Linked DNA regions of Mus musculus: regions 1 and 2 are each linked to region 3. Evidence: chromatin contacts called from public Hi-C and promoter capture Hi-C data. All regions are on one chromosome and are shown on one strand. Each heading gives the region's core, a stretch centred on a gene start, on an enhancer-like site or on the middle of the called end of the contact. The rest is flanking DNA. Distances are from core to core; before and after follow the strand shown.

Region 1 (3,391 bases), core at 356-2,855, 270 kb after region 3:
CACCAACTAACTCCTCCTCCTACGCTGTTATCTCGTGATTTCTGAGGGGTCCTAAGGGAGTGAACCCTACCTGAGGAATATCAAAAGGACTGGGAAGTCTAGGATCCACAGACATCTTCCCAAAAAAGGGTTCTGGGGCATCTTCCAGCGTCTCCATCATGGCCAGGCAGTTGGGAAGAAGCAAGCTAGGTCTGGGCGAGAACAGGGATGTAAAGGAGAGAGACTGAGGGTGAGTGGGATGGCTCGGCTGGTAAAGGTGATGCCACCAAACCCCACAGTCCCTAATTTCATCCCTGAATTTGAACTAGCATAAGGAAGAGAGCCCACTTTATTGGCTGTTCTCTGACCTCCACATGCATACAGTGCCCTCTCTCCCTACCCCCTTCCCGATCCTCTACCCCTACTCTCTCTCTCTCTCTCTCTCTCTCCTCTCTCTCTCTCTCTCTCTCTCTCTCTCTCTCTCTCTCTCTCTCTCACACACACACACACACACACACACACACACACACACACACACACACAATGCACGAGGCCAAGCAGCTTGGTATGGATGGTTTCAGTCCCAGGGCCTCACAGGTCAGCCTCCTCCATATCAATGCGAATCCGCAGCTGGGCACGATGTAGGTGCTCCAGGATATGCTGGATGTCTTCTGTGGGTGAAAACGGTAAAATAAACAACCTAGTCATGGCTCCTTCAGCTCTAGCCCACCTCTGGAGTCTCTAGCCTTACCCACAAGGTACTGGCACTGTTGAAAGTAGACCCTTATCACACCAATCTGAAGCTGGGCGGAGAGATAGAGGGAGAAGCGGGGGCGGGGCAGCCCGGCCACCGGAGGTTGCACTCTTACCAGCACATAATTGAGGATTTCCTCGCTGGGAGAACAAGAAGCCCTGATCAATGCAACACCCAAAAACCAGAAGCCCCACACCAGCGATTCCTCCCTCTTTTCTGGATCTTACCAGGTCTTTACCACATTCACATTTAGGTATTCACGCTTCACCAAACGGCTGCCTCGGGTTGCTGCCAGCCTGGAGGGGTGGGGGCAGGAACGGCTTGTCAAGGGGAGATCCCACTACCTGGCTCCTGGCATAGCCATCAGCCCTGTGCTCACCAGATGGTGGCGAAGCAGCCTGTGTGGCGCTGAAGCACGTTAGGATAGTAGAACATCTTTGCTCCTGGGTTCACCTTCCCTGCACCAATCCCGTTTGGATCTCAATCCGAATTCTTGAGAATACGAGATTTCCAGCACCATTGAAGAGTAGGAATTTGGACGGGGGTGTGGTAGATATGGATGCAAAAAGCCCAATTAGTAAAACGACTGACTATACAACTGAATTAGGAGGTAACCAAAGACACAGGAGCTAAGCATCCCTCCTTTGGCCATTCCTAAAAAGGTCTGCACAACGCGCACCATACCATCAGGATTCTGTCCAGGCAGAGATGCGGAGCTCCAAGAAAAACCCGGGCAGAGACACAGAACAGATCTTCAAAGAAGACTGAGTCCTCTTCTGGTCAAGAGGCCTTCTTCGACTCTGCTGCCCGCCACCACCACCACCACCACCACCACCACCGCCGCCGCCGCCGTAGTCGTCGTCGTTGAGCTTCTGGACCTTGCTCTAGGTCCTGTCGCCCTCCAGCGGGATCAGGTGCACACTCTCCAAGGCTTTGTACCACCGACAGCCAATGAGAAGCCGCGCCAGAAGAAACTCAAAGACTCCTGGAGCCAGGCAGCAGAACTCAGTTCCAGGCCATAGGCTCTTGGAGAATAGTCGCCAGCCAATCACGAGAATTCTGAGCGCTACCAAGGCATTGTGAGGTGTTCTGGCCAATGGCCTCTCGTTCTCGGGTAGTAACAAGGACTTCGCCAAGGTGCAAAGCTGACCAATAAACGGAGAGAAAATCCAGTCTCTCTCCCTGGCGACAGCTGACAAAGTATCTTTTAGGAGCCGGGGTCATGTGAAGGGCAGATGCCTTGGTGCTGTTTATGATACAGAGATGTAAGAGAAGGTACCTTGCCTGAGCATAGGACCTGTCCTTACTCCTAAATTTCACCAACCCGATTTTGTGCCCAGTAAGGGTCTGTGCTGTGCTAAGTGCAAGAAACTGTGTGAGGTGGCCTTTTATTCAACAAGAAAGAAAACAGCCAAGGGAGCTGTAACTACAAACTCCTATAATCTCAGCTGCTACTTGGAAGGGAGGCAGGTTCAAAGCCAGCCTAGACAATTTGAACACTAGCTCTAAGCAAAAAACAAAACAGGCCAAGAGTGGTGTGCACACCTCTTGAAGGGACTGAGGTAGCAGAATAAACTCTACTATAAGCTGCTGTACTTGGAAAAAGCTACTGCCTGCTGTCCTTGAAGCGATATGCCCCCCAGCATTGAGAGGCCAACATTCCTTTACCCTTTCATGTAATGCCAGGGCTAAGAAACCCCTGCTTGCAGGTTTTTTTCCTTTATAAACCCCTTCACCTAGAGCTGGGGTCACTCTCCTTCCTGTTCCATCAGGAAGGTTTGTAGCCCAAGCTCGAGCTTGAATAAAGACTCTCACAAGTATTTGCATCAGAATTGGGGGCCCTGGTGGTCTCTTGGGGAAGCAGGGGTCTCATGAGCTGGGCATAATACTTTTATCTCAGCAACAGGAGGATCTCTTAAGAGTTTGAGACTGGCCTGGTCTACAGACCAGTTAGGGAGAGATAATGAAATCCTGTCTCAAAAAAAAAAAAAAAAAAAAAGTAAAAAGTAAAAAGTAAAAACTGGGCTGGAGATGTGGAAATGTAGCTCAGTCGTAGAAAGCCTGACTGGCATATATGTGTATATACATATATACACATATGCATATTCACATATATACATATGTACACACATACACACACAAGGCCCTGAGCTCAGCTCAGTACTGCAAGAAAGGGAAACGACAACAACAAAAACCAGCCTTTGATCCAAGCACTCTGAAGCCAGAGTCCCACGAATCCTGTGAGTCTGAGGCCATGATGGTCTACACAGTGAGTTTCAGGCTAGCCAGAACTGTATAGTGAGACCCTGTTTCAAAACCAAGCAAACAAAGCCAAGAACAAAACAAAAAAATAAAGGTGTGTGCAGCCCTGTAACCTCAGTACTTGGGAGGAAGGACAGGAGTTGAAGGACAGCCTTCTTCTCTTCAGAGTTGCACAGCAGCCTGGGCTATCCTGAGGACTAGCTCAAAAACCTAAGAATTCAAAGAAAGCACATATTCTTTTTCTCTTAATCTTTCCTTTCTTTCATTCTTTTTTTTTTTTTTTTTTTGCTTGTTTTTTTTTATTTGTTTTTGTTTTTTTGAGACAGGGTTTCTCTGTGTAGCCCTGGATGTCCTGAAACTTGCTCTGTAGACCAGGTTGGCCCCAAATTTAGCGAT
Region 2 (3,584 bases), core at 843-3,342, 310 kb after region 3:
AAGAACGCGTCTTGGCTTTATCACCACATCCTTCCTTCCCCTCCATATACATACCCCGACTCCCAGGTTCCCAGTCTTCCCTCGTCTGCCCACATTGAGCCCTGGCCCGGACCATTGAGGACACTGCCTGGAGCCGAGACGAAGGCGGAAGAGCTCACCAGATTGAGTTGCTCAGTGACATCCTTGATCTCAGGTTTTAGGCGTTGCAGGAGGACCACAATCTTCTCATTGCAGTTCACTGGGCCACAGGGGGGACCTGGAGAGCGCGCAGTGGGTCAGGGAATGACTGGGCCACAGGGGGGACCTAGAGAGCGCGCAGTGGGTCAGGGAATGACTGGGCGTGCGAAGTTTGGAAAGGGGAAAGCAGAACCGCAGCCTGGAAGCTCTGGGTCACCAGTGTCTTCCCAGCACCTCGCTTCCCCGTACCTTTGTCGTCTTCGTCCCCTTTCTTCTTCTCTTCCTTCTCTTCCTTCTGTAGGGAGGAAGACAGGACTGAGGCTGATGCTCTCTATGGCTGGCCCACCTCCCAGGTCTCCCAGCTTGCCTCCTGTTGCTTCTTCCGCTCCTCCTTCTCTTTCTCTTTGACTGGATCGGGTACTGGGATGTCCAATGGAGCCTTCAGATTGCTCAGGTTGGCTTCATTGAGAGCTGGCTCCTAGTGGTACGGCTGGAGATGAGGGTGTTCCTCTCATCTCACCCCACCCCCATCCCTGGGCTCCTCTTGAGTCCTTGCCTGGGGAGCCCCCGAGTACCTTTAAGAACGCATCCAACTCTGAGATTTTCTTGGGAAAATAGCTCCCAAGCAGGTTCTCTGTCTGGGTAAGACAGTGGAGGAGGACAGGGTCAGAAGCAAACACCCTTTCCAAGGCAGTGATGTAAGGGCTCACACTGCCCAGCGAGGGAGGCCAGAGTTGGGGGAGCTGGGTGGGGGTGGGGTCCCTGATGAGTTAGGTCTTACCTTGCTACACAGGTCTTCACGGAACACATCCACCTGTAGGGTATAGATAGGCAACCCTTCAGAAACCTAGCTTTAAGGCTAGTTCTTTTGAGGACAGTTCCCTTTAGGTGTAGGGGCTGACTTGGGGAATAGAGAAGCCACATCTGAAGAAAGTCAGATGGGTCCCTATATAGGGTGGCCTGGGGTGGTATGGTAGTTTTCAGCACACCTGAATCAGGGAAGAGTTCAATGGATCCCCAAGGGAGGCTGAATTTGGGGATAAGAATATTTCTGGGCAAGCTGGGTGTGATGGCACACGCCTTTAATCCCAGCACTCAGGAGGCAGAGGCAGGTGGATTTCTGAGTTCAAGGCCAGCCTGGTCTACAAAGTGAGTTCTAGGACAGCCAGGGCTACACAGAGAAACCCTGTCTCGAAAAACAAAACAATCAAAAAATATATATGTATGTGTGTGTGTGTATGTATATATATATTTATTTATTTCTGGGTCACCAGAGTTGTGCAAGAGGCGATAAGAGAGCCCTGTGGCCAGGCGTGGTACCACAGGCCTTTAATCCTAGCACTCCAGAGGTACAGACAGGTGGAACTCTGAGTTCAAGGCCAGCCTGGTCTACATATCCAGTTTCAGGAAAGCCAGAGCTACATAATAGAGGGACCCTGTCTCAAACCAAACAGAACCCTAAGACAGTGGGCAGAGAGAGTGCAGGTGCGTGCCCTTTCCGAGGGAAAGTCTGAGGTGGCTAGGGCAAGTCCCTCTCAAGGTCTCTGTGTGTAGCCCTGGCCCCAAGCCAGCAGACTTCACACTAGCTTCTAGGCTCCATTTCACCCCACTGGACCACAGCCGCCTCACCTACTCCCAAGGGATCAGGTGCTTCTGGCAGTAGCTAGGGAGCAGAACCCCCCCAACCCCCACTCAGGTGAGGGGGGCTAGGAAGTGGGCTCCCCCAGAGCTCTGGTCTGCTCTGAACCACGCCTCTCTAAAGCCTCTACTCCCCACTCGAACCCGCAACGCTCACCTTGGCTTGGGCTTCGGGATGGACCCTCAGTGTGGCCATGGCCAGAGCCGGGGGGTGGTGGTGAGCGCCGCACGAGGAACCTGGGGTGGGCAGCGGGAAGGGAAAGCGAAAGCACAGCTCGAAACCTGCACGGCCTTCCTGGGTTTGGGGAGTGGAGGGACTGGAGGAGGCGGGGACAGCCTACTGAGAGGCGGGGGCTCCGCCAGCAGCCGGAGTAGCGTTTCCGCCCGGCGCTCGGGTCTCTCCGTTTGGCAGCCAGGCCCGCCTCCCAACCAACGCCAGCACCCCTGCCCCTTCCCATCCTCGCCTGCCATTTCCCGGCACCCCCTGCTTCTGCTAGGGCCAGGGCAATAAATAAGCCTTACATGGGGGTTTAAAATCCTTAATGATCTGGAGTATGATCTGGTCTCTCTTCGTCTTCCCAGCGTGGTCCCCTGCCTAATATACTCCCGCCCACCAGACGATTATGCGGAGATGCTGGCACCATCCTTATACAAGAGTCAATCAGCTCTGCACAAAGCCATTGTGGCACCCTCTATTCCCCAATAAACCACTCCCCCACAGCAGGGACTCAGGCCTCTATGATAAAATCCATAAAGACTTTTCTTTCACAATCCTCTTCAAGTCCATTGCTTTCCACACTCATTCATTACACAAGCAAATACTTGTAGGCAGTGTTTATTCAGCTCCAAGGACTCTGCCCTTGAGAAATCTGCAACACTCTTCCCCTTAATGTCCTCACCCAGTTCTCAGCTTGGATGTCAATTTTTCTGAGAGAATGTTCTGCCATCATTCTTCAAATGTTCCGCCACCATTTTTCAGAAAGTACTTTCCCCGCTCAGTACGGCCACTGGCACCTGTGACTCTGATACCAGCCATTTTTGTTGTTGTCATTTGTTTTGTTTTTGAGTCAGGATAATACAATGGTTTAAACAGGAGCCAGGCAAACTTTCTGCAAGGGCTTAGTGATAGCTATTTAGTTTTGGGAAGTGTTAATATGCGGGTAGTAATATAGTAATTATGTGTATGTATGTATATACAAATATGTGTGTGTATATATATATATGTGTGTGTGTGTGTGTGTGTGTGTGTATAAAATCAGAATAGTAATAACCCTGAAAGGAAAGCAGCTCACGAAATTAATTAGTGCAGATGACTTTCAATAGAACTGCCCGGTGTAGTGGCACACGCCTTTAGTCCCAGCACTTGGGAGGCAAAGGCAGGCAGATTTCTGAGTTCGAGGCCAGCCTGGTCTACAGAGTGAGTTCCAGGACAGCCAGGGCTACACAGAGAAACCCTGTCTGGAAAAACCAAAAATAAAATAAAATAAATAAATGAATTATTAACTTATGGATTGGAGATTTTGAGTTTCATGTAATTTTCACACATCCAGAAATATTTTTCCAACTTTTTCTTTCCCGAGACCAGGTTTTTCTGTGTAGCCCTGGCATCCGCAGAGGGAAGCTGGTGCATCTAAAGGCTGCTTTAGTGGTACCGTCCCTCGACATCACAGCCCCCGAAAGACCCGGAAACCAACAGGATGGAAGTCACGTACAGGAAAACACAGGTCAGCAACTTCAAGAAATGATGAGGAAGGAACTTGAGCATCTTA
Region 3 (3,671 bases), core at 1,152-3,651:
GGAGGTGAGGCGCTCCCATTGTGGAGCCGCTGGAGGAGAGAGGCTCCCCGGATTGGAGCTGCCCTCTGACAGGGCACATGCGCACCTGAAGGTTCACCCTGCACACTGAACCCTCCTCTTTGCTGAGGAACCTCCTGTTTCCCCGAGGCCTTTCCCTTCAAGGGTGCCACCTCCTCTGCTCCTCCACCTGCTAGCTGTGACCTGTAAGCCACTCCAGGCTCCCAGACCTCTTCCCCAGACAGCTCCTTCCGCCCTGAACCCATGTCCCTGACAGCATCCTGTTTCCTTTCCTCCTTCTCCACAGTATGACTTTGTCCTCTTACTGCTGGCGACTTTCCCGACCCTGCCACTCTGGTGCCTACGAATTCCCTGCCTTCATTCAAGGGAGCCCTGACTCCCTGGAACTGAGGACTCAACAGGCCTGAGCTCCCCACCTCACGAGATGGACCCTGCCCTCTAGATGCCTCCTGCACCAGGCTTAGGAGCTCCTCCTGCACGGCCAGGGGCAGCCGCAGCAGGGCCTCTGTGTAGGCATCCTCCCTAGTCTGCAGCAGGGCAGAGAAGTCTCTCAGCACTCCGCCATTGTCAGGGGCTCCGGGACAAGACTGTAGCTGAAGGTCCCAGCTCAGCCGTTGCACTAACTCCTCCACCCGGCTCTGGGCCATCACAAACGCCTCGGTTAGGCCACTGATCATCAGAGAGCCAGGAAGCAGAGGCACCAGGTGGGCAGATGTGCTCCAGGCCAGGCAGTCAAGGAAGAAACCGTGGGCTCCCAGAAAGATGCAGTGCAGTCTGGGTGGGTAGTGGATCTCACTCTGTAGTTCTGGGCTGCAGAGCCCCTTCAGGTATTCCTAGATAGGGAGGTCAGAGAGGAAACTTCTAGAAGCCATCCCTTTCAGATTCACTGCTCTCCCTGAGCTTCAAGCTATTACATCATCTAAGTAGATACTGTTTCTATTCACACTGTAGACCTATGGAAATGTAAGAACAGACCAGAGGGCTGTCAAGTGATGGAGCCTATTGGCCTTGGGTGCAAAGGGGGGAAAAAGTGGCCGGCCCCCTCTCAACCCCAGGGAATTCCCTGGCAAGGCCCACCTGTACAGAGGGGATTACCTTACTATCTCCAAGAGCATGAAGTGATTTGGTTCTAAAGCCTGAAGAACCTAGGCAGCACAGCAGAAGTGAAACCAAAATTCTAAATAAAAAGGTTTGCTGAGTTCCTCAAAGCTCAAGAGAGAGGCAGCCAATAAGATTGCCAAGAGGCATTTCCCAGTCCCTCCTCCGACTCGGCCTCGGGAGGGGCAGCGTCCTAAAAGGCTTTGTAGCAGCCCTAAAAGGAAGAGGACTTCACCTTGGCTCTGCAGACGTTCTCCTTGGGGCCCTCAAGCTGCAACCAGATATGAGGATTCTCTGGGCAGTCTTTGGAGAGGACGCTCATTCCCACGTTGAAGATACGCTCCAAGCGAGTCTGCTGCTCCCGAACCTTGTCCTCGGCCTCCGCAGACACCGCAAAGCGGTCGGGAGTCGGGGAGGCAAACCCCCAAGTAGACATGGCTTCTACCTGGAGTCCTGGAAGGGCAGAGGCAATCTCAAAGTCTCTGTCTCCCTTCAACCCAAATCCTAATCACATGGCATACATCCAACAATCAACAGGTCGCACCTAGTGACAGAACTGGTAAACAACCCCAGGAGATAGCAAGTCCACCTCGCGGGTGGAGAATATAGAAAATCATCTATACACAGGCCTCTCCCTGAGAGTAAGCCCTTCTTAAACAGGGCTAGCTGGGGTGGGCGACTGGCCAGAGAAAACTGATGACCACCGCCCTGAGAAGGGACGAGTTGAGAGGGCCTCCAGCTCATTTTGAGGGTCACAAGAAGTGGGTGGTTTGAGGAAAGAGTCCCAGAGCTGAGAGGTCTCGGATTTTTTGAGTAGAGGAGGGCCTCTTGGGAAATGAATACGCGCCAGAGGCTCTAACAGTGTAGTCCTGGGGTGGGGGTTTCCCCTATCCGCCTTATTCCTTCACTAACCACTCCCACCTCCCCGCCCCCGCCCCCCCTCCTCGTTTGTCCACTGTCAAGCATCCCACCCGGGGCCCAGGGGCATAGCCCGCCCTCCCACAGCCTGCGGCGGCCGCCCCCAGCCCGACCACCCTCCCGCCACGGCCTTCAGCTCCCGATCGCCCGGAAGGGGGACGCCTACCGCCAAAGCCGCGAGTTCCGCCCGCTCCTCTAGGTGCCCGCGGCGGGGGAGGAGGGGCCCGCGTTTCTCCCGCGCCCCAGGGGCCTGGGGCTGGGAGCCCGAATCTGGGAGGGCCTTCTCGGATCCTTCACCCAACCTAGACTTCTCTCGTCAACAACGCGTTGTGGCTTTGGAGTCACTTTCCGGCCCGGGGCGGAGCCAGCTCGGCTCCTCCCCCGCTAGGGCCGCACTGGCCAGGGCTCGGGGCAGGGCTGCGCTCCTCCTCCCCGGCTCGGCCTGCTGTCCTGCTGCCGAGCGACCCGCCCTCCACATCCCCTGCGGGGCCTACCGGGTCACAGACACTCACCCCACCCCCAACGCCTCCTGCCAACTCTCACGTTCGCCTCCAGTTCCTGGGGTCCTTGGGAGTTCTGCAGTTGATGGTTCCAAGAGAAGTGACTGGTCCAGAGTCACAAGAGAATCCTGCCCTTGACACAAGCACTTTCACCAAGTAGATAGAGTTGGGGGAGTAGGGGGGGAAGGGGGGGGAGATGAGGACACACACCTTGCCACAATAAGGAAAACCCCATGGAGAAAGACTGAAAAGGAGAAGATGAGAAAGGAATTGAAGAAATTTTGTTTCGTGTGTGTGTGTGTGTGTGTGTGTGTGTGTGTACACACCCTTGTGTGGCTAGAGCCCTCATATCCTCTCTCCATTCCTCTTCTCCCTCCCAGGGCCCAACTGCTGTCACTCCATGCTCTGCCAAGGAGGAGGGATCCGCAGAGACAGCAGTAGTAAGGCCAGGCAGAGCTGTGGGACACAAAAAGATACAGGGAGGGGAGTGCCCGGGCTAGGTGCCAGACTCACAGAGGACAGCAGAGCAGGGCAGGAGTACTGAAGCCTTGAAGCAGAGGGGGGAGAGCCAAGGGGACAGAAGACAGGAAAATCTGTGAGTTACAGAGGCACCTAGCAAGGATGGGGACGGAATGGCACAAACCCAAGCTGTCCTTGGCCCTGGTGCTTCTGACCCTGGAGGCTGGGTGGGCTCAAGAAGGGTCAGAGCCTGTCCTACTGGAGGGGGAGTGCCTGGTGGTCTGTGAGCCAGGCCGACCTACTGCAGGAGGACCTGGGGGTGCAGCCCTGGGAGAGGCACCCCCAGGACGAGTGGCGTTTGCTGCAGTCCGAAGCCATCACCATGAACCAGCAGGAGAAACCGGCAACGGTACCAGTGGTGCCATCTACTTCGACCAGGTAATCCCTCTGCCTCTGTCCGGAAGACATGCAAGGACCTGGACTCTACTGTCCAAGCCCCTTTGCATCCCTCGGACTCCAAGGAAACCATTACCTGCATCTCTTGCACCACCTTCCTCTAAGATGGCCACTGACCGTTGGTTGGCCTTCTTTCATTCATACACACAGCACCGTAGCCCTTCCTCATAGTTTTTGACTCTACACATTCCTGTCACACCCGTTTGCCACCCCTTCTCTCCT

What was found. Promoter capture Hi-C pulls out the DNA fragments that hold promoters and counts their contacts. A called contact is a pair of places that touch in the nucleus more often than the background predicts.
Region 1: a contact with region 3 is called in a promoter capture Hi-C map of liver. The contact joins the promoter of Rec8 here to the promoter of Khnyn in region 3. A contact is called at or near these places in 10 of 39 promoter capture datasets (the 3T3-L1 cell line, the C10 cell line, cranial neural crest and 7 more), 2 of 484 Hi-C or Micro-C datasets (B cells and the G1E-ER4 cell line), 3 of 115 datasets of contacts at active chromatin or transcription factors (bone marrow-derived macrophages, intestinal villus epithelium and memory CD8 T cells) and 4 of 9 other capture datasets (adipose tissue, embryonic stem cells, liver and 1 more).
Region 2: a contact with region 3 is called in a Hi-C map of B cells, with 6 read pairs. The contact joins the promoter of Psme1 here to the promoter of Khnyn in region 3. A contact is called at or near these places in 5 of 39 promoter capture datasets (the C10 cell line, the HPC-7 cell line, embryonic stem cells and 2 more), 5 of 484 Hi-C or Micro-C datasets (B cells, CD8 central memory T cells, cardiomyocytes and 2 more), 3 of 115 datasets of contacts at active chromatin or transcription factors (memory CD8 T cells, pancreatic cancer cells and trophoblast stem cells) and 4 of 9 other capture datasets (adipose tissue, embryonic stem cells, liver and 1 more).

What each region holds. Positions count from the first base shown.
Region 1 is chr14:55,616,380-55,619,770 of GRCm38.p6, reverse strand. Rec8 (REC8 meiotic recombination protein) reads right to left here and starts at 1,605. Exons shown (of 20, transcript NM_020002.3): 1 at 1,418-1,605; 2 at 1,113-1,225; 3 at 961-1,029; 4 at 731-873; 5 at 575-650; 6 at 71-191. The coding sequence starts at 1,168.
Region 2 is chr14:55,577,002-55,580,585 of GRCm38.p6, reverse strand. It overlaps Psme1 (proteasome (prosome, macropain) activator subunit 1 (PA28 alpha)), which reads right to left and starts at 2,092. Exons shown (of 11, transcript NM_011189.1): 1 at 1,973-2,092; 2 at 959-991; 3 at 753-815; 4 at 545-655; 5 at 427-472; 6 at 159-256. The coding sequence starts at 2,011.
Region 3 is chr14:55,883,672-55,887,342 of GRCm38.p6, reverse strand. It overlaps Khnyn (KH and NYN domain containing), which reads right to left and starts at 2,401. Exons shown (of 8, transcript NM_027143.3): 1 at 2,201-2,401; 2 at 1,352-1,569; 3 at 1-851. The coding sequence starts at 1,552. Cbln3 (cerebellin 3 precursor protein) reads left to right here and starts at 3,087. Exons shown (of 3, transcript NM_019820.3): 1 at 3,087-3,431. The coding sequence starts at 3,156.